Linked DNA regions of Mus musculus: region 2 is linked to region 1. Evidence: chromatin contacts called from public Hi-C data. All regions are on one chromosome and are shown on one strand. Each heading gives the region's core, a stretch centred on a gene start, on an enhancer-like site or on the middle of the called end of the contact. The rest is flanking DNA. Distances are from core to core; before and after follow the strand shown. Region 1 has its middle 14 kb from the start of Xrcc2. Region 2 overlaps Actr3b (ARP3 actin-related protein 3B).

Region 1 (2,700 bases), core at 53-2,552:
TTTATTTTTATTTTGTATGTATGGGTATTTTGCCTTTATGTGCATCATGAGCCAGAAGAGGACCTTGAATTCCCTAGGATTGGAGTTATAGATGGTTGTGACCTGCCATGTGGGTGCTTGGAATAGAACCTTGGTCTTCTGCAAGAGCAGCAGATACTTTTAAGTACTCAGCCATCTCTGTAGCCCCATAAAATTCCTCTTTAAGTGAAGTCTACCAGAAAGTTTTGGGTCTGATTGAGATCCTAGCTTAATGAAGAAGGTAGAAGGACACTGAAGGGTGGTTCTCAGCAACAATCTTCAGCCTACAAGTGCACTCGCTCCCCCATGTGTATGCGCCCCCACACATGAACAATAAAGTCTGTTAGGATGTATACACATAAGCAACACTAATTCCAGCCCTAGGGATACAGAGGTAAGAGGAGGTAGGCTCTTCACAGCTGCAGAACAAGGTAGAGCCTTTGCTATAGATGCCCTGCCTTGAAAAGCCAAGAATCAAAACAAAGTTCCTGGATGCGGTGAAGCCCACCTGTGACCCCAGAATTTGAGCATACTGACAAGAGGATCAAGGTTATTCTTGGATGCATAGTGATTTCATGGCCAGCCAGAGCAACGGGAAATCCTGTCGGAAAAAAAAAAAAATGGATGATGACTCAGTGCTTAACATTGAGTATTGCTTTTGCAGAGGACCTGAGTTCAGTTCCCAGCACCCACACTGGGGAAGCTCATAACTGCCTGTAACTCCAGCCTATTTTTTTAGAATAAGAAAATAAACAAAGCTTTAAAGGCACCCAGTGAAGCAAAAATAATAACCTGTCCAATAGTGTATATACGATATAGGAAATGTAAGGATATAAAGATGCTATGTGTAGTGGTAATTGAGTGTTTCCATCCTTTGTATTAGACAGGAGTTGGGCACATGTGTGACAGAAACCATAGTACGTTTATGGCTGTGTTGGAGACTCCAGATGGTGTTCCTGTTAAATGACTAAAGTGTTCCATATGAATTATAAAATCCTTATACATTACACATTTTTAACCACTGGTGGCAAAGGACTCATTTTTACCCATTTAACTCACTTTAGACGTGAAACTTTGTAGTTGCTGCTAGTCTTCCCTGATTGCTTGTCAAGTTGAAATAGGTAAGTTCTCCCCCTGCTTGATCTTAGTATTTGAGATGGATAAATAATTGATCAACATAGAAATTGTGGCAATATATTTAGCTTCTGCTCAGCACTATACTATTTTTAAATGTCCTCAGGCATCAGCCCAGAATGTTCATCCAAAGGCTGTCAGCCGCAAACTGAGAAACGAAGAGACAGGCTTGCATTGGGATTGTGAGACTCGAAACACCAGGAGAGCAATGGCAGTCAGTCTCACTACCGCTTAAAGAGGCAGTCTGTAACTTTAATTTTTTTCAAACACCTATTTTTAGATGGTTAATTGCTTTAATCTCCCTTTTAACACACCACTCACCAGAGGCAGTGGGAAAGAAAGGATGTGGGAAAAGTGGACCTGTTTAGAAAGGTCCTTTGTAACAACTCCCATCTGTGTTGTCTGGAAATCAGCAGTTCAGTTCACAGGTCAGCAGCAGCAGCTTGATCCACCCGCAAACACTTCATGAATACATCAGCAGTCCAGTCTGGTAGAGTCGGGATAGTAAACACGAATCAGCAGTGGTGGCACAGCCTAGCAGAGACAGCCAGGCAGCTGGAGGGAATGGAGGGACGCCAGGAGAAGTTCTCAGTCATGCCTCTCTCGGAAATGAAGGTCAGTGAAGACTCCAAACATCTCTCCCCAAACATCACGTGCAGTCCACAGGTCTTGCCTCAGCACGTGTGTCTGTCTCAGCTGCTGCACTTTGCCAATCAGTCCAAGCCTGAGGAAGCTGCAAAAAACTACAACAAGCCACAGCACACCATTAGAAGTTTTTTGGTGATTTTCTTTCTACGGAGTCCCAACAAATGTAGCTCAACTATGCAATGTAAGGCAGACCAATACATGCGTGTTGTTAGCAAAGAATCCTTCATCACGTGTCCCTTCACTTGCTCGCTTTAGCAAAACAACATCTCTCCTGTGTTTGCTTCAGCAAAATGTTTCTTCACGAGTCTGCCTTAGCCTCTCATCTGTGTCCATTTCAGGAAAACACTCCTTCACGTTTGCCCCAGCAAAACACCATCCAACTGACTTTTCAAAGAATCATTAAGTTTCCACTTCATATCCCCATTTCCGTTTAAGAATTATCCTTTTCTCTAACATTAACAATATATACACAATAGAAATAATTATAAGAGCCATCACATTTTCAATAAATGACTTATGTACAATATAGTCAAACAATAGTCTAACATAATGACCTTAAATTTCTATATATACAATAATAAAAGAAAAACCTTAAATTTCTATCAATATATAATGATTAAACAAAAAACTTACATTTCTATCAATGTGGAATATAATAATTAAACAAAATTTATATTTCTAATAATATACAATAACTAAGCAAAGCAACCTATCCCTAGATGATAACAACTATAACATATCAAGTGACCCTCCCACCCCCCACCCCCCGCAACACACACTTACAACTTACAGGATTAGAATGATGGTCTTCTTATAAATATATTTGTTTCCTGATGAGTTGGGGTGAAGAATTCCTGTTTTGGGCTCCAATGAAAAAAGATGGTTAGTCTGAAAAAAGCT
Region 2 (2,700 bases), core at 56-2,555, 82 kb after region 1:
GTTCATCTTCCATCTTTCCCCGTCTCCTGTGTCACTCCCTGTCTTTGCAACTCTTAGCTTTGCCTCCCCTTTCCCTGTTCAATCCCAGGCTTCTTGTTGTATTAATATTTAAAATAATTGGACAGGGAAAATTCTGCTACATAGGGGTGTTTTGCCTGCATGTATATCTATCCATCATGTGTGTGTGGTGCCTGCAGAGGTCAGAAGAGGGCATTGGATTCTCTGGGACTGGAGTTACAGATGGTTTCTCAATTACAGAGCCATCCTTTCATCCTCATCTTTTTATTTTGTAGTTTATGTGTGTGTGTTTGTGTGCACGTGGGTTTGTGCACTCGTGAGTGCAGAGCCCTGCACAGTCCAGAAGAGGATATCGAGTCCCTTGGAACTGGATTTATAGGCAGTGCTGAGCCACCTGAGATGGATACTGAGAGACAAATTCAAACCCTCTGCAAGAGTGGTGTGTGCTCTGAACCACTGGGCATCTCTCCAGCCCCAAACCACGGTACTGTTGGCTGCAGTTCTTATGGGAGAGCCTTGCCAGAAACACAGTTGAAGACGCTAGGGCAGACGTGTGGGTGTTGAGGTAGGTGCAGGCCTCAGTCACCCTGGACCACTCACTCACCCAGTGCTTGCTTTTGTGCTGAGAGGTTTCTGTTTGCAGAGGTCTCATTTACAAGACTGGTTTGAGGATGTGTGTGCTGAAGTGGCTTCAGGAGAGATGGATCTGGAGCTGGCCTGGCTTGCACCAGACTCATATTCCATAGTGCAGGAGAGAGAAAAAGAGGAAGAAGGGAGGATAGGTAAGAAGAGTGGAGAGAGGGAGGGAGGGAGGGAGGGAGGGAGGGAGGGAGGGAGGGAGGGAGGGAGGGCAGGCAGGCATCAGGGCTGAAGCAAGCCTGTGATCCAAGGGGCTACAGGCTGGATGTGGACATGGAGAGGTGGAAGCTGAGCCCCATGCAGCCTGGCAGGAGATGGGATTGAGGTCTGGGGAATAGTCATGTGATAGACTGCATTGTCTTCCTAGGGATCCTCAATTTGACATCAGGAATGCTTACAGGGTCCTGAGGGCTTCCATCAGGGCCTGGCTACTGGAACTGTACTATCAGTAAATCTGTCCAGGCCTCACTTGTGTCTGTCTGTTGAAGATTTTGTGTAGTCTTGGCCTCATTGTTTGAAGGTTTTTTGTTTTTTGTTTTTTTCCTATTTTTGCTTTGAGGATGTTGTGCAAGGCTTAGGCTGAGGAGAGTGGGGTGAGCATAGCAGTAAAGAGAGAGGGCAGTGAACAGCACTGTGAATAGGGCGGGGTGGAGGGGGCGAGTTCCCTGTGCTCACTGCATCCTGGGGAGTTGCCAACAGCTCAGACTAGGTGCCTTCTCGGATGAGGGCTTGCCAGCAGAGGGGCCTGAGGTAGCATTTGCTGCTGTTCTTTCTTGAGCTGGATCTTACTGTGTAGCCCTGGCCGGCCTGGACCTCTCCATGCCTCTAACTCACATAGCTTTACCTGCCTCTGCTCTCCTGATGCCGAGATTAAAGATGTGGACCCTTACTCCTGGCCTGTTATTTCTAATTAAATGAAATTAAATATAGCCTTAATATTTTGGCTTGGTTAATTAAATGCAAGAGAAAATACAGGAAAGCTCCCGGACCCCACCCACAAATGCACACATACAGTCAGGTGCTCCTTAAGGAAGTGCTGGCCAGCGCTGGCCTGGACGGGACACAGGCTTTGGAATGTTTTAGTTGGTGTAAGTGAACTTGCTTGCTATGCTGTCACCTGAAGTGAGGTTCTCAGATGACAGCTGTCTGTGATGACACCTTTCGGGCTCAGTCTCAGCCCCTCCTTCCTGTTCCTTCCTCTGGTGGATATTTTCTGCCTAGATTCTAGTGTTATGTTTCATCGTTATGTCCTATGTATAAAGGTCCACTGTGCTGTGAATTTTAAAAGCAATTTTGTTCAACGTTTCAACATTATCTTAAAAAAACCTCTTCAGTGTTGTCTTTAGTTTCTATAACTGCTAATGTATGCAGTTCTGAAGCCAAGTCTAGTGAGACTATAAAACTTCGTCTCCTTTTGTAGACTCCTCTTGCTTCAGCCTCCCCGTGCTGGGATTGCAGACATAGGTTATTACATCCAGCTAACATTTTAGCAACACAAATATTTTCCAGTTTTTCTATTTTACAGAACGGGTGCCCTTGCTCACCTGCCCGAGCAGGGATCCAAGCTGCTCTGGTTGTGTGGCTGCTCTGCTGCCGGCTTCTCAGGAATCCAGTTTTGGTCTCTGCCTACTGGCAACTCCAGCGAATGTAAAGTTACCTGGCTTTTAGAATTTGATTTCTGTGCTTAGTGGTAAACCTGAGCACCATTCCTTAGCTGTTCATGCTTTTTTCCATTTTTAAAATTGCATTTTTGGTAAGTTTTGTGTTGTGGGGACACTAGGCATCATGTACTGATTTGTTACAGCTATTATTCCTATTTTTGTGACTATTTGTTTATCTTTGTGATGTTTGTGTGTACTAACCACTGAGCTACATTCCTAGTGCACTGTGACATTTTTAAAGTGTGAAATTTTAGATTTTGATAGAGTCAAACATTGCAATATTTTTCAGCTCATAATGTTGCTATTTTTTAAAGTGCACTCCAATTCCAAAGGAATTGTGTATTTTCTGAGTTAAGTTTTGAATACGTGTGAAAGATAGCTA

Evidence for each region. A called contact is a pair of places that touch in the nucleus more often than the background predicts.
Region 2: a Hi-C map of cortical neurons shows a contact between it and region 1, with 2.2 times the contacts expected there. The contact joins two enhancer-like sites. A contact is called at or near these places in 4 of 484 Hi-C or Micro-C datasets (Sertoli cells, cortical neurons, uterus and 1 more) and 1 of 115 datasets of contacts at active chromatin or transcription factors (the 230-238 cell line).

Annotation. Positions count from the first base shown.
Region 1 is chr5:25,718,294-25,720,993 of GRCm38.p6, forward strand. No RefSeq gene overlaps it. Among named protein-coding and RNA genes, the nearest start is that of Xrcc2, 14 kb to the left of the region's middle. Within about 2 kb of position 1,303, at least 5 of the 459 cell types and tissues checked have an H3K27ac peak or open chromatin away from gene starts, as enhancers often do. A contact at or near this core is called in cortical neurons, where this site is marked.
Region 2 is chr5:25,800,631-25,803,330 of GRCm38.p6, forward strand. All of the region lies in intron 2 of Actr3b (ARP3 actin-related protein 3B), which reads left to right. Among named protein-coding and RNA genes, the nearest start is that of Gm42237, 30 kb to the left of the region's middle. Within about 2 kb of position 1,306, at least 16 of the 459 cell types and tissues checked have an H3K27ac peak or open chromatin away from gene starts, as enhancers often do. A contact at or near this core is called in cortical neurons, where this site is marked.